7 separate regions of the Mus musculus genome follow, and regions 1, 2, 3, 4, 5 and 6 are each linked to region 7. Evidence: chromatin contacts called from public HiChIP or PLAC-seq and promoter capture Hi-C data. All regions are on one chromosome and are shown on one strand. Each heading gives the region's core, a stretch centred on a gene start, on an enhancer-like site or on the middle of the called end of the contact. The rest is flanking DNA. Distances are from core to core; before and after follow the strand shown. Region 1 overlaps Gm39050 (a long non-coding RNA gene). Region 2 overlaps Gm39050 (a long non-coding RNA gene). Region 3 overlaps Clns1a (chloride channel, nucleotide-sensitive, 1A). Region 4 holds the start of Gucy2d (guanylate cyclase 2d). Region 5 holds the start of Clns1a (chloride channel, nucleotide-sensitive, 1A). Region 6 holds the start of Rsf1os1 (remodeling and spacing factor 1, opposite strand 1). Region 7 holds the start of Myo7a (myosin VIIA).

What was found. Promoter capture Hi-C pulls out the DNA fragments that hold promoters and counts their contacts. HiChIP or PLAC-seq counts read pairs in DNA pulled down with a chosen protein or histone mark.
Region 1: a CTCF HiChIP or PLAC-seq map of the NIH/3T3 cell line shows a contact between it and region 7, with 5 read pairs. The contact joins the enhancer-like site here to the promoter of Myo7a in region 7. A contact is called at or near these places in 12 of 39 promoter capture datasets (3T3-L1-derived adipocytes, the C10 cell line, cranial neural crest and 8 more), 1 of 15 datasets of contacts at CTCF or cohesin (the NIH/3T3 cell line), 16 of 484 Hi-C or Micro-C datasets (CD4 T cells, CD8 T cells, the G1E-ER4 cell line and 11 more), 11 of 115 datasets of contacts at active chromatin or transcription factors (CD8 T cells, the NIH/3T3 cell line, craniofacial prominence and 5 more) and 3 of 9 other capture datasets (adipose tissue, liver and macrophages).
Region 2: an SMC1A HiChIP or PLAC-seq map of the NIH/3T3 cell line shows a contact between it and region 7, with 4 times the contacts expected there. The contact joins the enhancer-like site here to the promoter of Myo7a in region 7. A contact is called at or near these places in 7 of 39 promoter capture datasets (the 3T3-L1 cell line, the C10 cell line, cranial neural crest and 4 more), 1 of 15 datasets of contacts at CTCF or cohesin (the NIH/3T3 cell line), 2 of 484 Hi-C or Micro-C datasets (the N1E-115 cell line and palatal mesenchyme), 1 of 115 datasets of contacts at active chromatin or transcription factors (stem cell-derived neural progenitor cells) and 4 of 9 other capture datasets (adipose tissue, embryonic stem cells, liver and 1 more).
Region 3: a contact with region 7 is called in a promoter capture Hi-C map of embryonic stem cells. The contact joins the enhancer-like site here to the promoter of Myo7a in region 7. A contact is called at or near these places in 13 of 39 promoter capture datasets (the C10 cell line, the HPC-7 cell line, HPC-7-derived erythroid cells and 10 more), 3 of 15 datasets of contacts at CTCF or cohesin (the NIH/3T3 cell line and large pre-B cells), 21 of 484 Hi-C or Micro-C datasets (the C2C12 cell line, CD4 T cells, CD8 T cells and 9 more), 19 of 115 datasets of contacts at active chromatin or transcription factors (acute myeloid leukemia, astrocytes, bone marrow-derived macrophages and 12 more) and 3 of 9 other capture datasets (adipose tissue, liver and macrophages).
Region 4: a contact with region 7 is called in a promoter capture Hi-C map of embryonic stem cells, with 9 times the contacts expected there. The contact joins the promoter of Gucy2d here to the promoter of Myo7a in region 7. A contact is called at or near these places in 16 of 39 promoter capture datasets (the 3T3-L1 cell line, 3T3-L1-derived adipocytes, the C10 cell line and 8 more), 1 of 15 datasets of contacts at CTCF or cohesin (the NIH/3T3 cell line), 4 of 484 Hi-C or Micro-C datasets (the HPC-7 cell line, cortical neurons and embryonic stem cells), 1 of 115 datasets of contacts at active chromatin or transcription factors (microglia) and 3 of 9 other capture datasets (embryonic stem cells, liver and macrophages).
Region 5: a promoter capture Hi-C map of embryonic stem cells shows a contact between it and region 7, with 4 times the contacts expected there. The contact joins the promoter of Clns1a here to the promoter of Myo7a in region 7. A contact is called at or near these places in 13 of 39 promoter capture datasets (the 3T3-L1 cell line, the C10 cell line, the SN4741 cell line and 7 more), 2 of 484 Hi-C or Micro-C datasets (both in cortical neurons), 2 of 115 datasets of contacts at active chromatin or transcription factors (embryonic forebrain and large pre-B cells) and 3 of 9 other capture datasets (adipose tissue, liver and macrophages).
Region 6: a contact with region 7 is called in a FOXA1 HiChIP or PLAC-seq map of pancreatic cancer cells. The contact joins the promoter of Rsf1os1 here to the promoter of Myo7a in region 7. A contact is called at or near these places in 1 of 39 promoter capture datasets (pre-B cells) and 1 of 115 datasets of contacts at active chromatin or transcription factors (pancreatic cancer cells).

The regions. Positions count from the first base shown.
Region 1 is chr7:97,763,908-97,766,607 of GRCm38.p6, reverse strand. All of the region lies in intron 2 of Gm39050 (a long non-coding RNA gene), which reads left to right. Among named protein-coding and RNA genes, the nearest start is that of Aqp11, 27 kb to the right of the region's middle. Within about 2 kb of position 1,332, at least 130 of the 459 cell types and tissues checked have an H3K27ac peak or open chromatin away from gene starts, as enhancers often do. A contact at or near this core is called in the NIH/3T3 cell line, adipose tissue, cerebral cortex and 2 more, where this site is marked.
Region 2 is chr7:97,791,134-97,793,979 of GRCm38.p6, reverse strand. The region is part of intron 1 of Gm39050 (a long non-coding RNA gene); the gene reads left to right. It also overlaps a transcript of Pak1 not described here. Among named protein-coding and RNA genes, the nearest start is that of Gm39050, 7.8 kb to the left of the region's middle. Within about 2 kb of position 1,474, at least 35 of the 459 cell types and tissues checked have an H3K27ac peak or open chromatin away from gene starts, as enhancers often do. A contact at or near this core is called in the NIH/3T3 cell line, where this site is marked.
Region 3 is chr7:97,717,941-97,720,640 of GRCm38.p6, reverse strand. Clns1a (chloride channel, nucleotide-sensitive, 1A) reads right to left here. Exons shown (of 7, transcript NM_023671.2): 7 at 1-2,422. Among named protein-coding and RNA genes, the nearest start is that of Aqp11, 19 kb to the left of the region's middle. Within about 2 kb of position 1,385, at least 16 of the 459 cell types and tissues checked have an H3K27ac peak or open chromatin away from gene starts, as enhancers often do. A contact at or near this core is called in cortical neurons, embryonic stem cells and epiblast stem cells, where this site is marked.
Region 4 is chr7:98,438,881-98,441,705 of GRCm38.p6, reverse strand. It overlaps Gucy2d (guanylate cyclase 2d), which reads right to left and starts at 1,290. Exons shown (of 19, transcript NM_001130693.3): 1 at 1,191-1,290. The coding sequence starts at 1,197.
Region 5 is chr7:97,695,360-97,698,230 of GRCm38.p6, reverse strand. It overlaps Clns1a (chloride channel, nucleotide-sensitive, 1A), which reads right to left and starts at 1,574. Exons shown (of 7, transcript NM_023671.2): 1 at 1,362-1,574. The coding sequence starts at 1,501. It overlaps Rsf1os2 (remodeling and spacing factor 1, opposite strand 2), which reads left to right and starts at 1,764. Exons shown (of 3, transcript NR_154552.1): 1 at 1,764-2,119.
Region 6 is chr7:97,643,548-97,646,371 of GRCm38.p6, reverse strand. It overlaps Rsf1os1 (remodeling and spacing factor 1, opposite strand 1), which reads left to right and starts at 1,260. Exons shown (of 3, transcript NR_126461.1): 1 at 1,260-1,332. All of the region lies in intron 4 of Rsf1 (remodeling and spacing factor 1), which reads right to left.
Region 7 is chr7:98,118,131-98,120,830 of GRCm38.p6, reverse strand. It overlaps Myo7a (myosin VIIA), which reads left to right and starts at 1,338. Exons shown (of 49, transcript NM_008663.2): 1 at 1,338-1,555.

The sequences.
Region 1 (2,700 bases), core at 83-2,582, 350 kb after region 7:
AAATGGCCCCCATAGACTCTTAAGGCCTTATTGGAGTGGGTGTGGCCTTATTGGAGGAAGTGTGTCACTGCGGGGTGGGCTTTGAGGTTTCAGAAGCTCAATTCGAGCCTGGTGGCTCACTGTCTCCCTGTTGCCTGCAGATCCAGATGTAGAATGCTCAACTACTTCTCTAGCACTATGTCTGCCTGCATGCCACCATGCCTCCCACCACGACAGTAATGGACTAAGCCTCTGAAGTATAAGCCAACCCCAATTAACTGTTTTCCTTTATAAGAGTTGCTGTGGTCATGGTTTCTCTTCACCAGCATAAAACCCTAGGATACCGCAGATCCATCACACTTAAGACTAACCTTTAAGAATCTACTCTGCCCTCTCCTTTGCAGTCATGGAGGTAAAGTTCAGATGAAGCACTGTTGCCAGAGTCTACCTGAGGCGAGTCCACAGCCCTCACCAGGCACCTCCCCCTCCACACCCACAGTTCAGAGAACACTGCCGGCACTTAGAAGATGTGAGCAAGGTGCAAAGACGTGACAAACACCAGCACCACGTTTTTAATTTAAAAGAACTGGGTCAGTCACAGATCTGAACAGCAGTGAAATACAGCTGCTTTCAGGTTTTTTTTTTCTTCCTGACAACAAGGTCTAATTATAAGCCGCGAGGACAACTAAATCTGAACCGTGCATGTGATCACAACATTTCGTGTCATCTTTGGAAGGTGGCTTTTTACATCGACCATACAGTTCCTAGTCAGAATGGAGGCTTAGACTCCAATTTGACTTAGAAACAGAGTCCCATATCCTTAGTATTTCCAGTAGGAGCTGCGCCTAACAAGGAAGTCACGTGGTACTCGAGACCATGCCAACCCAACCGCAAAGCCTGACTGTGTGTGCCTGGTCTCAGGTCGGCAAGAGCTGAGTTCTTTTCCTTCAGAGCACCATGACTCCTGGAGGAGGCCGTGTCTCTTTATCTTCTGCTTCGAGGCTCACAAGAGGCATGCTACATGAAGAACGAAATAGGCGGCATTGGCCTAAATAAACCCCAGGAGCCAAAGAGCTCATTCCAAGTCAGATGCCCAGGAGCCTCAGAACGTTGTGGGCAGTGGACCATCTATCTATTGCAGACAGCCACGCAAAGGAGGCTGGTCATTGTGGTGGTTCTCCTTTCTAGTTCCTGCTCCCTCCAGCCTGCCTGCTTCCTCTCTCCCCACTTCCCACTTCTCCCCCGTTTCTGCCGTTGGTGGTGAGTTCCGGCTCCACTCTCTTCTCCTCCTACCCAGCCTATGGTTATTTATCTGGTTTCTGTGAGAAGGGAAGCCTGTGACTTTACAGACCAAACTTTGTCTCTGGCAGGATCCCAGCCTTTGTAGATGGGTGACTCACATCTGTCTGTGTAGGCAGGAGTAGGGATTCGGGCTTCCGCTGAGGATGAAATTAACAAGCTTGAGGCTTGCTGTGGTACCACAGGGCATGGAGAGGACGGAATGATTGCATGCCCCCTCCGAGAGTCCCCTCATTACAATCTTAGAAAATGAGAATTACCCACCACTTTTCTGGCCAGGAAATTGAAACTCAGGACCATTGTGTAATTTCACCAAAGTCAAATAGCCAGTGTGTGGTAGAGCCATGATGTGACCCCATTTGGAGCCGATCGCAGCCGCTGCTCCTTGTCCCCTCTTCCAATCAGATCTCAGACCCTGCTCCTTTCCCTGAGCGTCCTCCTCCAGTCAGAACCTGCTTCTCTTAAAACTGTGTCTTTGAGCTTCGGGACAAAAATAATTTCATGACTAAGTATAAGAAAGTTGTCCCTGAGACAAGGCTGTGTGCTGGCGCCCCTCGTGCCCTGAGGACGTTAATCAAATGCTAACCGAGAAGTTGGATGACATAATGGTGTCAGTGGCTAAAGATGGTTTTAAAAGTTTCCTCCTGGGCTCACATCAGAACAAGGAGACAGAGTCATACGCTTGCCTGTGCCTTCTCAGGGCGCAGACTCACACTCATCTGTGTCCAAAGCCCCTAATTTAGGCCCAGCCAAGCACATGGCAATTATGTCACTCATCAGCAACTCCTTATGGCCTAGGTAGCATTTGGTGGGGGCAGGATCACACTTCATAGAGCAGACTGGCCTCAGACTCACAGAAATCCACCTTTCCTCTGCCTCCCACGTGCTGGGATTAAAGGTGAACACCACCATACTCAAAATGAGCATTGGGTTTTACATTTAATTTTTTTTTTACTATACTGGATTATACAGGGCCATTTTCATGTACATATATAATGAACTTTGAGCCTATTTGTCTCTATATCTCACTACCCTCCCCTTCCCCACCCTCCCTTTCCTCACTCCCTCCTTGCCCTCCCCTTCCTCATCCTCCTCTTCCTCACCCCTTCCCCACCCCCCTTGCTTACCCTCCCCTTTCTTACCCCCTCTTCCCCATCATCTCCCTCCCCATCTTCCCCTTGCTCGCCCTCCTCTCTCCCCTCCTCCCTCCCTCCCTGCTTCGTTTCTCCATGGATAGTTTTGCTTCAGTGCTTTCAAGTCGTTGTATATGTATGGTTTTATGAATGTATAAAATCTAGGATCCACAAATGAGAGAAGACATACAACATCTGTCTTTATTTTTTTTTATTTTATTATTATTATTATTATTTTTTTTTTTTTTTTTTTTTTTTTTTGGTTTTTCAGACAGGGCTTCTCTGTGTA
Region 2 (2,846 bases), core at 225-2,724, 330 kb after region 7:
TAACAACCTATCCATAATTTGGGAGTGGAGGAAGGGATGCACAAAGGCAGCTTTCTCTCACCTTTACAATCAAACCCCTCTATCTGTTCATTTTAACATTTCCTTAAGGGCTTAAGCCATACCCTATATAGATGAGTATCTGCCCCAGCAAAAAGCCTGGTGCATAGTAGAGATGAACTTAATTACTGTTTATATGGTAAAGGATAAATAAATGAAGCCAAGTTTCCCAGAAGGATGTTAGGAAAGGAGAAAACTGGGCATGCTGTGTAAGACTAATAAGAAAGTTGACAAAAACACTGGGCTAAGGAGATGGCTCAGTAAAGTGCTTCATACAACCATGTGGACTTCAGTTCAGATCCCCAGCACTTATGTAACAATCTGGGAGCAGTAGTACACATACAAGCCCAGCCCTGGGGAGGCAGAGTCAAGAGTATGCCTAGGGTTACTGCCAGTCAGTCTAACTGAGCCCTTAAACTTCAAGTCAATGAGAGACCCAAGTCTCAAAAAATAAGGTAGAGAAGCAATTGAAGAAGACACTCAACAGTGACTTCTGGCTCTACATAAGTGAACACCACATACCTGCATTACACACAAGAAAATGTATATACATGCATATACACACACAGGAAGGAGGAGGAGGAAGAGGAGGAGGAGGAGGAGGAGGAAGAGGAGGGAGAGGAGGAGGAGGAGGAACATGAAGTGTAGTGGCACATGCACTCAGGAGGCAGAGGCTGGCAAACCTGAGTTTGAGGTCAGCCTGGTCTACAGAGTGAGTTCCCAGATAGCCAAGAAAAACCCTGCCTCAAAGGGAAAAAAAGGAAGGGGTGGGGGAAGGAAAACAAATAAAGCACTCTTAGAGCTTCAGAAGGAAGAGAAATTGTGTAGAATCAAGTAAGCCTTTACTAGAAAAAGAACCTTTACTGAAAACCACAGGTGATCTGGAAGAGACAGTTTCAAGTTAAGACTCAAAAGTCTGTGTGCTCATTTACACTTGGAAAACCAAGCTGCAAATTCTCAAGAAAGAATTCTGGCCTAGGATTTCAGCAGTTTTCAGGTCATGGCTAAAACAATATTATAAGTTGGGGAGCCCTGTAGATTTTTTTCTATGGTAAAAAGACAGCAAAGCCAGGCATATGCCTGTAACCTCAGCACTCAAGAAGTTGAGACAGGAAGCTGGTACAAGTTTAAGGCCAGTCAGAGCTACGTAGCAAGACCCCTTGTCTCAATTAATTCTAAAAAAATAAAAATAAATAAAAAGTAAATAAACACAGGGAGGGAAGGAAGGTAACTAAGCTGACTAAAGCAAAAATGAATCCCCAAAATGTTAAGAGTCTCCTGGATCTGCAAATGGGAATGTGATTACTCTTCACTCAAAGTTCTCTTCAACAAAACCCCAGTGTAGCAGCTGGCAGTAAGTAGGACTAAGGCATATTATTCATCTAGCAAATATGTGAATGTCTGTGCTAGTTGTGGTTAGTCACTCTTCTAGGCAGTGAGCTTATAGCAATGAACTTGAACAGAAAAATCTCCCAGCCCTCAAGCATCTTTCACTCTAGCCGCAAGAGATAGATTGGAGGGAGGGGGTGTGAACAGAAGGGAATGTCAGGATAAAATAAGGAAGAAAAGATAAGGAAGAAACGGGATAGGGGGAGGAAATGAGGCAGAAGGGAGGATGGAGTGCTGACTTTACAAAAAAAAAAATACAGATCCTTTAACTCTGTATCGATTTCTCAACCTTAATAAGCATCAGGATCATTTGGAGAGCCTAATAAAGCAGAGTCGCCTGGGCTCCAACCTTAATTTGTTTTTTGTAGGTTTGGGATGAGACTCATTAATCTACTGTCAAATACCCAGATTATGCTGACACTGCTGGTGCAAGGATCACACTTTTAACAACTAATTGTTCCATCCAAAAGATTAGGTGACCTAGCTCATGGGCTTTACAGGACTCTTTCACTCATTCACATACTTACTCAAAGTACTTATTCATTCAATGTACTCAAGTACCAGGAACATTACTAGACACGATATCCAAACATATCTTGACCTCAAGTAATTCATAAAGACAGGCCTAGTGGCACAGGCCTGTAACCCCAGCTACTCAGAAGCTAGACAAAGAAGGATTCCAAGCTCAAGGCATGCCTGAGCAACTTAGGAAGGTCCTGTCTCAAAATATAAAGTAGAGCTAATGAGATTGGTCAACAGGTTAAAAAAAAAAAAAAAAAAAGCCCTTGCTTTAATGAACATACCTAATCAGTTCCACCCCTGAAACTCACTGTGAAAAGAGAGAATGAATCATCTCCTGAAAGCTGTCCTCTGACCTCCACAAAATTTCCACTAACACGCACGCACGCACGCACACACACACGCACGCACGCACGCACACACACACGCACACACACACAATAAGGAAGTGGAAATTTAATAATATATAGGGCTGACAAGATGGTTCATCAAGAAAAGATGCTTCCTGCCAAGCCTGATGACCTTAGTCTGATCGCCAGGAAAGAGAATTCCCAAAAGGTGACTTTGCATAAGCTACACCTCGGATGCATGCACTCACAACACAATAAATAAGGAAAACGTAAAAAGGGGGGGGGGGGGCTAGTTTCATTCTTCAACATGTCAAAGAAAAAAATTTTTAAAAAGGAAAGAAAAGAAAAGGAAAGGAAAGGAACGGAAAGGAAAGATAAAAGATTCACAGGCCACTGAACTTAGTGGTCTCCCAGTTAGGAAGCTAAAAGAGAATCACAAATTCATTGCCTGAGCTACAGAATGAGTCCAAGGTTGGTTTTTGTCTCAAAATTTAAAAATGCTCAGTGTAAGACATCCAAGGGCTGGGGATA
Region 3 (2,700 bases), core at 136-2,635, 400 kb after region 7:
TTTAATCCCAAGACTTGGGAGACCAAGGCAGGTAGATCTCTGTGAGTTCTAGACCAGTCAGAGATACATAATGTCTCAAAAACAATAACAAAAAAGGGCCTAAGTCTAGAACTACGAAATTCAGCCTTATGAATACCCAGGTGCCTATGGAAACTCTATAGTGAGGGCTGATGAACTTAAAAACTACTCCCAATCCAGGCAGCATCAGCAAGGTCTTTATGTTTTAAGACTCCCCTTATGAAAGACTTGCTAGGGGCTAGTGAGATGGCTCAGCGTGTAAGAGCACTGGCTGATCTTCCATAGGTCCTGAGTTCAATCACATGGTGGCTCACAACCTCCCGGAATGAGATCTGACGCCCTCTTCTGGTGCGTTAGAAGTCAGCTACAGTGTACCTATGCATAGTAAGTACTTGGCTGGAGCAAGCAGGGACTGAGCGAGTGGAGTAGACTGGAGCAAGCAGAGGTCCTAAAAATTCAATCCCCAACAACCACATGAAGGCTCACAACCATCTGTACAGCTACAGTGGACTCACATAAAATCTTTAAATAAATCTTTAAAAAAAAAAAAAGAAAGACTTGCTAGAAGCATACACATCCCAACAAATGGAACTAAAATTGAGCTGGGGCACTGGTTTAGTTTATAGATTGCCTTCCTTGCAAATGTAAGGACCTGAGTTTGGCTCCTACCACTCAAGCAATAGTGGGGCAGTGTCTATACTTTCAATGTTGAGAGGAGTAGTGTCAACGGAGGGCCTGGAAGACAGAAGATGCCTGGAGCTTGCTGGTCAGCCAGTCCAGGTTCAGTGAGTTAACCTCATAGCAAGAAATAAGGCAGATGGGGCTCAGTGTTAAACCGCTAAGAGTATTAAGAGGACCCAAGTTCAGTTCCCCAAAACATCAAATAGCCCAGGCCCAGGGGATCTGGACCCTCTGTGATCCCGTAGGCACCTGCACTCATGTGCACAGACCCACACGCATATATATAATTAAAAGTAAAAATGAGCATGGTGGCACATGCCTTCAAGTCCAGCAGTAGGAGAGCAGAGCCAGGCAGATTTCTGTAAACTCCAGGCCAGCATGGGCTCCACACAGAGACGGTCTCCTCCACCAAAGCTCCCCTCAGTACTAGTATTTTGTTTCTGTGCTCATGTGCTACTTAGCTGAGGATGACCTCGAATTTCTGATCCTCCTGCCTCCACCTCCTGAGTACTGGAATTTATAGGCATATGCAACCAGGCCAAGCTTATAAAGTGGTAGGGACTAAACCCAGGGCTTCATGCAGCTAGACCAGCTCCACCAACTAATTCACACCCCTCGCCCCCGCAGGACTTTAAAACGTTACTATTGTTATGTGTATGGGCGTCTGTCTGCATTTGCATGTGTAGCTGAGGAAACCAGAAGAGGCTATTGAGATCCCTGGAAGCCAGCAGCATATAGCAGCTGTGAGCTGCCCAACACAGAAGCAGAGGAACTGAATCCAGCTCCTCTAAAAGAGCAGCAAGTGCTGGGCTGGAGAGAGGGCTCAGCAGTTAAGAATACTTGCTGCTCTTGCAGAGGACCTAGCGTCAGTTTCCAGCATCCTCACGGCCGTTCATAAACAACTGGAACTCCAGTTCCTGTGGTTCCAACACCTTCTTCAGACCTCCATGGGCACCAGGCACGCACATGATGTACGCAGGCAAAACACACATACATGTACAATTTAAATATCTTAGTCTTTTCTCATTAATGGTTTTACTCAAGAGCAAAATCACAGCGATATAGAAAAAAACCCAGATTTATTTGTTAACTATTACAAAGACAAAATATCATTGAGAGTACTTTGCAGACTTCATTTCAGATTATTTATTCTGTGACAGAAAGCGAACGTTAAGAGGGTGGACAGTCAAGGACCTAACCTAGGAGAACATAACAGAGCTGATGGTACATGAAGAATAACAGAAGCTAGCACACAAGTATTGCGAGATGTGGCTGAGCCCCAAGTAGAGGACCCATGCCTCTGTGGAAAATGCTAGCGGCTGCTCCCTCTGAGGCCTCTGCTTTTTAATCTCAGGGATAAGAGTTCTCCTGAATCCCAGAGACATCTAAGCTTCCGCACGTCCCTTCCGCCCAGTGTGAGCTCTGTGCATTTCACCACATAGGCGAATCTTGCAGCTGACAGACGCACACAGCAAAGGCAGGACTCAGAGGCCTTCTCAGAACATACACAGGAAGCTTGGGGGAAATGAGAAACTACAAATACCCGTTCAGTTAATTCACCTTTGTTAATAGAGGTCATACATAGTCTCTTCTGCTGGTGACAGCTTGCTGTCTCATTATAGTTTGACTTGAGAAATGAGTTTTGGAGAAGAAAAATGCCTTTCACCAGCCCCATTCTGGAGTGAAGAGGCACCACGTTCTTGCCTACAGTTATGAGCAGAATCTGGAAGACAAAGGGCTCACAGTTATTATTAGTAATTGCCACTATTTAGTAAAGCCTTGGAGGGCTCCAGACTTGTACCTCAGGCCTTGTAATATCCCTGACAAGCAACTATGTTTCCATCTTACAGACGAGGAAACTGAGAAACTGGCAGCACGTGTGCACATGCATGGTGAGCCGTGACCCTATGACCCACGTGTACTCTTCTGTACCTACCTCATGCACCCAGGTTTGAACATGAACACTCTAGCCCTTCTTCAGGCTTTAAAAGCACATACAAT
Region 4 (2,825 bases), core at 41-2,540, 320 kb before region 7:
GTGGGATGAGCTCTTGATGTACAGAGTCCTTGTCTGTCTCCAGCTGAGAACCAGAGCATGAGTCTTCAGTGTTCTAAGTGGCAGTCACTTCCCTCACAGTCTTGTTACTGAAGTACCCCTGACTCAGACTTTGATGGAACATCTCAGAAGCTATCAAGCTTTTGCTTAACTCTCAGTTTTAGAGGAAGAAACTGATTATGGGTAGTGACTTGTCTGAGGTCTTAACGAAAAGGTGAGACCAAATCAGAGCCAGACTTAGCCACCAACTTCCCAGCCAAAGAGAAATCCCACCTCACCTCACTTGCTTTGTCTCTATATCTATATCTAATCTATATCATCTATATCTATATCTATCATGTCTATCAATTATCTATCTATCTATCTATCTATCTATCTATCTATCTATCTATCTATCTATCTATCTATCTATACCTCATAGAGGATATCAGAGCTTTAAAGATGCTGATGTCTAAGTTAACCCCTATGAGTTCAGTTGGGGACATTGAAACCCAGAGAAGAGGCTATACTTCCCCTGGTCCTGCAAAACATCCATTGAACTCCTTACCTAAGGTCCTGCTGGTCAGACTGCCACAAGAGTCCTGCAGCCAATGGCCTACAGAGGTGCACAGACATTAGCAGGGACCACCTTTTACCACAGCTCTGCCCTGATTTGTAGCACAGGGTCTGGACCCCTTTCTGTGACCTGGTTTCCCCAACCACAGAGAGCTCAGTTTGCCTCTTAAAGTCTCTAAATGTCCATTTTCACTGATGTCCCATGGGCTGGTAGAACATGGAAATAGATCTCCGTCTCTGAGATTAGCCATATTTACCTCCACCTATTGCTTCAAAGGGTGTAAGCTCCTCTGGTCTCTCTGCACTGGGCCCAGTAGGTTAATGGGCAACCCTGAAGTGGAGAGGGGATTGTATTTCTTGGATTTGGTAATGGCCTTTGGGTTTGCCACAGGTTACTTGGTTATGAGGCCATACACATGGAGTTGAAGGTTCCCTATCAGCGCCCTGGAGCTCACAGACAGAGAAGGAAGCTTTTGTCTGCACAAAGGCACCAAGCCAGAGAGAGTGACATCAGCGCAGGGGAGAAGGATGGAGAATTCTTATCAGCCTAGGGTCACCCACTTGCCCCCAGCCTGGCCCTTTTGGCTCTCTTCAGGGCATGCTCCCAGCAGACTCACCTGCCATGATGGGCTGTCAGAGTTGACACTGGATCTTTGTCAGACCGGAGGGTCGCACACCAGGGTCCTCAGAGGCGAGGCTTTCTGAGCACTCTCTGACTTGGGGCCTCCCACGTCTGTGTGGTGTCTTAGCCACTCATTGCTCCTGTTATCTGCTGGCTTCCCGAGACTCCTGCCTGGGGAGTGCTTCAGATATGGCTCGTTCCCTCCCTCTTCCCCTTAGGATTCCAGAGAAATCATCTGGAAAATTGAATCTGTTCAGACACCAGGGCTCTGGGGATCCACACGAGAGAGAAAGAAGTTAGGGTGGGAGGGAGAGGGAGGAGGTAAGAGGGTGTCTTCGGTCAGCACTGTGGACAGCTCTGGCCACTCTGGGGTGCCCAGGAGGCAGGGAGTCCAGACAAGTCACAGAGCTCAGCATTGATAAGCACCCATCAAGTGCAAAGCGCAGTTCATTCTATCCACAGTGGCACCGTTATTACGTCTTTTTAGAGATATACAAAGTCTGGCACAGAGAGGTTAGATAATTTGACCCAGGTTACAGAACCAGTAAGGGCCATGGCTAATCGCTGCTTTAGGCTTCTGTTTTCCGCACCATGATGGTCTTGCATGAGATGGCTTTTGGTGGCTAAGACCTCAGACCAGAGGGCTTGCTTATATCCCCCTTCACTACTCTCTCTGGCGGACCAGCTTTTCTTGAGGTCTCTGTTCTGCTAAGGGCTGACAGCATACTCCACCTCCCCTTGAGATGACTTTGTCACACGGAAATGTGTCTTGTTTGTTTTTGTCACCTTATTCGTTCATCTGGAACTTACTAAGACCTCATTTCCCAGGTCTCCCATGGAGTGAGTCAAAGTCACTTTCCCCCCATTGCCTCAACTATTCCTGCCATTTCCCACAAACTCACTTACCTCCTAGGTGTTGTCCTAGATAAGTGAGCCCCATTGACATGTGGAGAGAACAAAGCATTTTTCTCTTAACAGATCTTTTCTAGCAAGGATAAAGAGGGGCACAAGAGTCAACAAATAATAATTTTACTGCTGAAAAGTGACAGATGTTATAAAACGAGGTGGCGAACCTCAAGGGTACCAGATACACAATTCAGCAGAAGAGTTTTATATTATTATGCAGTCTTTAGAAAGGTAGGTATGGGGCTGGAGAGATGGCTGGGTGGTTAAAAACACTTGGCTGTTCTTCCAGAGGTCCTGAGTTCAATTCCCAGCAACCACATGGTGGCTTACAACCTTTTATAATGAGATCTGATGCCCTCTTCTGTCATGCAGGCATACATGCAAATAGAGCTCTCGTATACATAAGATACATAGAGAAATAAAAATTTTAAAAAAGGGTAGACCTGCCTGTCATAAGTTAGTTTTGGTTGTGAATTTTCTTGTAGCTCCAATAGTGCTCTGAGTGGGCTGCAGGCCCCTGCTGATGTGCTCAGAGTGCTGCTAGGGCAGAGCATAGCTGCCTCCTGGTTCTCTTTCCAGCTCTGCTCCATGCTCCAGGTGGGACCTGCCGTTTATCCAAGCCTCTCTATTAGGAAGGTCCTTGTGGAGTCTGTTCTTACTGCAGGACTGACAGTGGCCTGTGACACTTCTACCCTTACATAGCTGCTTGGAACAAAGACCACAA
Region 5 (2,871 bases), core at 325-2,824, 420 kb after region 7:
TACCCATTGTAGTCAGCTATATAGCCCAGAAGAGAGGCCAGGGAAAGTACCTTAGAGAGACACATGCTTCAAGAGTCTTCAAGTCTTTTGAAAGAAGACTTAGGAGAGAGAAGGAATGGAAGAAATAGACTGTAAACTGGAAAACATCTGCTGGGTATAAGCAGTAAGATCTTTGGTGATCTCCACAATTTCTTCTGCATGTGGAGTGGTGGAACACAGATATATTCCTAACTTTGACAAGATCCATTTTATTTGCCCATGTGTATTAGTCAGGGTTCTCTAGAGTAACAGAACTTACAGAATGAATGAATGAATGAATGAATCTCACAACTTCTTCCCTCCCATCCCTTTTCTTTCTCCCTCATGGCTACTCCAAACACATATACCAACCAAACTGCGCACCCACCCACATTTGTATTTCTAGTCGGTGTCTAAACACCCAGTCCCACTATCCACACTGTTCTCTGAACAAATAGCTCTTTACACGTTTATACCCTGGGCTCTGTAGTAGGCATAATCTTGGTCCCCAAGAGATTTGTTTTCCAGTGCCATGAAAGAAGGGACTTTGAATGTAATTAAGATTACTAATCTACTGATGGTGAAATAAACGAGATAGCCTGGATTTTCTAGGCAGGAGCAATGTTATAACTCGAGCTCTTAAAAGCAGAGGATTTCCTTTGTGGCCAACAAATAGAATATAGCAAAAGGTAAACCAGAGACTCTGAAAGACAGGAAAGAATGAGAAGAGAAAGAAAGAATGAAAGAAAGAGGGGGGAAAGGAGGGAGGAAGGGAAAGGAAAGAAATGGGGAGGGAGGGCGGGTGAACAGGAAGGTATGGGGTGGGGGTAGGAGGGTATGAGCGTGTATGTAGTGTGTATTTTAGTGGCATGTCTATGTTATTGTGAAAGTACTGAATCCTGCAGGTAGTGAAATAGAAGAATTCCTTCCAGGACCTGCACATCCAGGAGTCGGGTTCGGCTGGTTGTGACTCCGCCCTGCGTGGGCCTGAAGATGGTCCTTCCCCCCAGCCCCCACAAACACACACACTTGAAGCAGAACATCCCAGCTCATTAACCAAACGTCGTAACCCGTCACAATCTGAGCTACATATTCCACGCAGGGAAATCGTCTAGTTGACACGACCATTCCGAAAGCTAGGCCCACGGAAAAACTAACCGAGGCTCTGCAGACTCAAAACTCAACGTGACCACGCGCCAGGCTTGCAGGAGACAGGCCGGTTCGCACAGGTCGTTAGGGAGAAACGCGGGCTAGGGGACAGAACCAGCCGAGCTCGGGAGGGGACAATCCCACCCTGCCCGCACAATAGCGCCGGCCGGCTGGTCGGCGCCCCCCAACCTTACCTCTCCGCGATGTAAAGCGTGCCGGTGCCGAGCCCCTTCCCGTTCAGCACAGCCTCGGTGTCTGGCTGCTGCAGCCGGAGCCCGTCGGCCGACCCAGGCGGCGGGAAGCTTTTGAGGAAGCTCATTGCCGGGGAAAGCATCGCTCCACGCGAACCGAGAGAGGCGAGTACCGCAATCGCGGCTCGCACGGAGCTGCCCCGGAAGCAGTAGTCGTAGCCCGGAAGAACAACTTTCTCAGCGAGGGCCTTAGCATGCGGTTGACCATAGAGACGGGATGTTCTAGGCAACTCAGAGGTCCGCAGCGAGCCGGCTGGCTTTTGTCACGTGGCATCGGTTCCCCTTTCCCGCTCCTCTAAGGATGCTTAGAATAATCGAGTGTTTTCTATGTGGTTCTCTTTGAAGGTCATAGGAGCAAACCCCGAGAGAGGATGTATAAGGAATACCAAGCCTTTCCCAACAAAAAGCGGGAAGGGACCCAGGCCCCAGGAGTCCCTCGCCGAAGGAGGACTCACAGAAATAAAATCCACACGCATCTGGAGATCCCAAGTCTCCCGGCTGGGTGCACGAGTCTACCCTGCTTCCGCCTCGTCAGGCCTGTTCTCCTTGGGTTCACACAGCCATTTACCAGACCTCTTAGTCCCCACGTCGCCGGAGAGATCGAGCGCCCCATCCCCACGAGTCATGCCACGAGCACGAAAAGGTTACATTAATGATGGACAGTGCGCAGCAAGACAGTCAAAAGACTGCCCGAGGGAAAGGTAGGCCACTGGTTAGGAACCCTTGCCTTCCCTGTTCGCTAGGTCCCAGTGAATAAGAGCAGTGAAAACCTACAGGTTTGGTGAATAGAAACCCATAACAGAGACCTATAGACCACACAGCATACGGACTTTACCTCTTATATTTCTTCATGGATTCCTTCGTGGTTTTTGAGACAGGGCTTCTTTAAGTATCCCAGGCTGGCTTCCAATACATAATCGATTTGCACCGAACTCCAGTTTACTGGTACTACTATGAGCACCCATCACCACACTTGCTCAATTAATTTTTTTCTTTATGATACACAATATGAACACATTTTCTATTACCCACTTTAACAGATGGGACCTGAGGCATTAAACTCACAAGCTAGAGTTGGTGGATGGAATTCAGTCAGTTGACCTCTAGACTCCACTTTTTTTGGCTGTAGAATTGTAATATCTATGGGGCTAAGGCTGTTTAGGTTGGATAACATACATGGAGGATGTGATAGCAGTTTTATCTTTCTTTCTCTTCTTCCTCCTTTTTTCCCTTTGGATTCTTTTCAACAGAGGAATCTAAAGATTTTTTTCCTCACATATATGTATATACCTACCTACATACAGTCAGGTGTGAGCCACCCTGCCTGGGCGCAGTGACCCTATCTGCAAAGGCATTAGGCAGTCTCACAAGCTGACCCATGTCTCCAGTCAGTTCCAAGTGTTACGTTTTAAAATTTAGTTTGTTGTTAGTGAGACTAGGAGGCAGGTCCCCT
Region 6 (2,824 bases), core at 11-2,510, 470 kb after region 7:
CCACATCAGGCAGCTCACAACAACCTGTGATTCTAGTTCCAGAGGGTCCAGCAACCTCTTGTGGACTCTGTGAACACCTGTATTCACACATGGACAACCTGCACATACATATACTATATAATTAAAAAAATAAAACAAAAAAATATTTTAAACTTCCTGGTAGAGGCCTATGAATAAAGATACGTGAAAATTGTACTCACTATTCAGAATTTAAATTTCTGTAAATAACTATCAAAACCACAATCCATTTAAAAATATTTTTAGAGGTACAACTCATACACTGTGAAGGCAGCATGTCCTTGTTTACTTGTAAAACTGTATTGCTTTAGCATGATGTCTTCTTTGAAGAGCAGGCTAGCTCGGCCTCAGAAATGCTGGGATTCCCGGCTTTTTCAGCCTGCCAGGGCTAAAAGGAGCTCAGTTAGCATTCAGTTCAGTTAGTTACTTTGCACAGACACTCACTGTGTTAGTCACTCTTCTTGCTGCTGTGAACAAAGATCTGACAAAAATCAGCAAAAAAGAAAAAAAAAAGTTACTTTGGCTTTAGTTTGAAGGGTACAGCCCATCATGGCTGGGAAGAGATGGTGGTTAAGAGCAGGGGCAGTCAAGGAAGTAGAGACAGGCAGTGAGCTGGGGGGCGGGCTACCAAACCTCATCCTCCGACTCACTCCCTCAGGCTAGGTCCTCCACCTCTTAAAGATTCCATCATTTTCTAAAAGTAGTATTACTCACAGGGGACCACGTTCAAAACATGAACCAGGGGGATAGAAGCCACAGACTTATATCCAAACACTAACACAGATAAACTCCTACCAAGGCAAGACGAAATATGGGGCTTTCATTCTTGAGCCCAAGCTGGCTCAGAACTCACTAAGTAGTCCAGGCTGGCCTAAAACTTAAGATCCTTCTGCCCCAGCTTCCTGAGCAGTAAAATTGCAAGTGTGTGTTACCACGCCTGGCTGCTCTCAGTGTTGATTATTATAACCACAGTTTAGTAGTCTTGTTAATACCTAAGCTTACAACAAATAAAGGCAAATACTATATCTGTTTGGCTTCTTTCACAACCAAGGATTTTTGAGACAAATTCATATCGCATGAGATCATTTCTTTTGCTGCTTACCAGTAATCTACTGCATGAGTACTGTTAGGAACAAAGATGCTATAGCAACTATAACAGTAGTCACAGGAATGAGGTCATAACTGAGGCTAGGCTTCAACTGCATAGTGGGTAAGGGCAGCTTCAGATACAGAGTAAGACTGTTTTCAAATGCAAAGGCAAATGGAAGATCAAGAAGATGAAATGAAAACGCTCAGACAAGCCTTGTGTTAATAGTAAGTACAAAGGAATGAAGCTGACGGTATAATAGTATAGTAACATCTGAAGACACCACCAAATGGTTAGTCAGAGTGGTCGCAGTGTTTATATTTGTAGAAGGCAAGATATAAGTTCCAGTTGGCTTGTAAACTTGTTAATACCTGCATTTCTGAGTAATATTCACCTAGTCATTTTAGTGGAAATTATAAATTATTAATTTGTAAGATATCTGTTGGGATAAAGGCATACTTAACTGGTTTCCACTGGGAATTCTCTCAGCCTGCTGGTCATTTGTTCATGTTAATGTTAGCCACATGTACGTAACTTTATGAAACAATCACCTGTCTACACCAAGTGTTTTTTCCTTACTAGAATTAGGATCTAAATACTTTCTATAGTATCTCTCTGACTTAAGGGAGCACCTGATTAAATTATGCCAACTTAAGATCTGTGTGCTCCCTCCTCCCTCATGAGGACTTAATAGTAACACTTTTGTCACTATATATTTCTTCTTTCATAAAGTATTTGATCAATTATAAAAAAAGTATCCAGAGGCCTAAACAAGTGGTGAAATAAGTGTAAAAAATACTATTCTGGTTTAAAACTAAGGGGGACAGTTCTGTTGCTGAAATTTGTTAGTTAAACCACATAAAACTGCCACTTTCTATAGGAGAAGTCTAAATACTAACAAACTTAGCTCAATAAAATTTACAACTTTTATCTGAGTTTTTACCTGAATATATGAAATGATTTTCAATGTGGAATATGTGCACATGTATGCATTAACTACTTCTAATGTGCCTCATATTTATACTAATTCTACAATAAATGCAAATAGGCACTGTATAAACAACAGTACATGTTTGGTTTTCTTTTATATAAGATGTCTATGAGGTATGCATGCATGACTTTGCATGTTCACATGTGTGGGCACCAATGGAGCATGGTGCATACATTTTGAAGACAAAGGCTAACATCGTGCATCATCCTTGGTTCCCACTGTACAAATTAAGGCAGAGTCTCTCAATTATACCCAAAGCTCACTGAGAGGGCTCCTATAGCTAGCCTGTTTGCTCTAGGGATTCTGAGCCTCCAGGCTCTGATAGCATCCTTACTTAACGCCATCCAGTCATGTCCAGCCTAAGAGAAGTTGTAAAACTGTGGTAATACATTGATGCTGTCAGTAGCTAATAAATACACACTGTAACTAGTGGTAGATTTTCAGTATTAGAAAATTATTGCACTTTGTAATTTTGGCATTTTGAATCGTCAATGTCCAGTTATGCCCCTAAACTTACTGGTCAATAACAAGGCTCACTTATTATTAAACTACTATTAGTTTAAAAAACCCATAATTCTGAAGCCTAGATAATTTTTATTATATAAGCACCTGGTCACGATGATGCAGAAACATGTTCCAAACTGCGGCCTCACTGAGGGGAAGGATCTTGTTACTAAAACCACCACCAAAGGAGTTCTCTACAGAAGCTGTTTCAAGTAAAGGAAACT
Region 7 (2,700 bases), core at 89-2,588:
ACCATCTCAGGTGGTTTGTTTTGGGGAAAACAAGCATGGATTTCTAGGTTTCTCCGATCGGGTGACCTGCTTAGCCGAGTTTGGGTGCTGAGGAAATGTCTCCGTTATGGTTCTGAGACCACTTTCTCACCCACCCACTGCCTTCCCAGCATGCACCTCAGCCTCAACGAAGCACACCTGCCCCAGTTGCCGCCTTGTCGATTGGGCTCTGGATGCTCCAACCTGTGTCTCTCCCACTCTGTGTAGGCTCATGCTACTCACCTGACTCATAAGTATCAGTTTCGTAGGTGAAGGCTGCGTTGGGTGCAAGTCAACCTTGGACCCTGGTCTCACTGTGGCACCCTGGTATGAGGAAGTTGACCGGCTTTTCCTTAGTCTTGTAGCAGTTGGCTGTGCCCAGCAGGTGGCACCATTGCACCATTGATTCTCCCCACTCCATACCACTATAGATTCCACCCCACCCTATTCCCCTCCCCACCTTAACCCACCCACCCCCACCGAAAAGCAGCTTTCCTGAGTAGATGTCCCAGCTGGCAAGTGTGGGCAGAAGAAGGGGCCAGGTCTCAGGAGGAGGAGGAGGAGGAGGAGGAGGAGGAAGAGGAAGAGGAGTCCTTCAGCCTCCTTCCTCATCTACCATGATGAGTATTTGTGTCCTGTTCATTCCCACCCACTCCCTTTTTTAAATCACACATTTAAATCACACACACACACACACACACACACACACACACACACACACACACACACCGGGTAAGTCTGTCCTGCGTGAGGTGGCTCCTACTCAGGTGGCTTTGCAAACTGTCTGGATAACAGCACACTCAAGACTCCTAGGACAGGCTGTGGGGGCCAGTTGTAGAGCCTGGGGGTGGGGTGCATCTTGGGGAGTCCTGGTTTGGATGTTGTGTCCAGCCAAGGCTCCAGGTATTGCCAAGCCTGCTCATTTATATGGTCTCTAGTAGTGCCCTGACGAGGGAAGCTGGGTGAGCAGGGGAGGCTACTGGGAACTGAGACCCAGCAAAATCATGAGGAAGATGGGACGTGATCAGGTGTCCTAACCATGCAGAGATGGCAGGTAGTAACACATGTGACAAGAGACCCTGAGGTCCTGATGGTTGGCCCCAGGCCCGAGGTTCCCACTGGCCAGCAGTGCCCCCTGGAGCTTCTATGCCTTGCATCCCTGCTGGTTAGCTTTACACAGCACCTTGGGCAACCTCTAGACGTTAGTCAGCAGCCCCAGCACAGCCCGCCCCTCATGCTGATGTCACCACATCCAGACCTTCGAGGCCCCCAGGGCTCCGCCTCCTGGGAGAAGGCTTTGGAGGGAGAGGGCGGGTGGCAGTGCAGGCTGGACAGCTGCCCTGAACAGAAAGAAAGAGTGACCCAGGGAGACAAGAAACAGAGTAGCCCAAGGGAAGCCCACAGCAGCAGCAGATCAAGGCTCAAGCTGGAGCTGAAAATTTGCAGGCTCCAGCCTCAGCTTCCAGAGTCCTCCTGACCTGTGACCCCTGGCTCCTGGCTGGGAGGTGGTGACTCGGAGGGTGTGGATAAAACCCAGGTAAGGATGGGCTGCCCTGGCTGGAACTTTTGGACTGGGGAGGAGTTACAGGCTGGGGCCTCCTCTGGAGCCTCTGCCCTTAGGTTCCTGGGACTGGACTCCCCTGAACCTACAGGGGCCTTGCCACCATAGGCATGGAAAGAAAATGCCCCGAGCCGTGCACATGGAGGCTTATGCCCTAGATGAGGGAATAGCTGAAGAGCACAGGGCCTGTGGAGTTGTTTCCGGGTTGGAGCTGGGTCAGGGGTATCCAGAGGCAGGGGTGAAAGATGGGAGTGGAGGCTGGGGGGGCAAGTGTGGATGCCTCTCTCTGCTTGGTCTTTTGGTCATCTCCCTGATAATCTATCTCTCCTTGCACACGTTGTTTCTTCTTTGTGTGCCTTACATTCTCTATCCGTGACCCAAGAACATGAAGGTTACCATCTGGGGTTGCCCAGGGGTCAAGGTAAAATCAGTTGTGGGTCTAGGGAAAAAAACAAAACAAAACAAAAAACTATGGTTCTTTGTTCTCAATTTGAAAAGCAACAGTCTTACACACTAGTCTAGTCTGGGATGGAGAGGTAGAGCCTCATGCATGGGGTAGAAGAGACCTGAGCTTTTCCATGGGTCTTCAGCTCTACCCTCCAAGTCTACAGTCCCAGTCTGTCCTGCAGCCTTGTACCAGCATGAGTGAGGCAGGGGCCAGGCAGCCTCTTCAGACGCCAGCTCTCATAACTACTGCTGCTGCCTTTGGGATTATCCCCCTGCCAGGACCCCAGCGTGGTGTAGGTCTCCCGAAGGACCATATGCCCATAGAGACCCAGGGCGTGGGGTCAGGGCTCAGGTGTCAGGCAGTGTCGTGGGCAGAGGATCAGATGTCCCAGTGCCTCTGAATGGACCCTTGTGAAAACTTAATGCTCACTCGAGGGGCAGGCCAGGCAGGGATGGAGGGGCCTCACACCAAGACCTATGGGCTGGGGCTGCTTCTGGTGACCACACTCGAGGCAGCAAATCCATCTCGAGCCTATTCCTGGGTCCAGCTCTGTGCTGGATGAGGTAAGAGATGAGGGCCACGAACAGGTGTTAGATCATTCTGCCATGTGTCCTAAAACTCCTAAAGCAGTCCTGAACCAGGAGCAGAGTCCAAATCTTACTTAGTGCCAAGT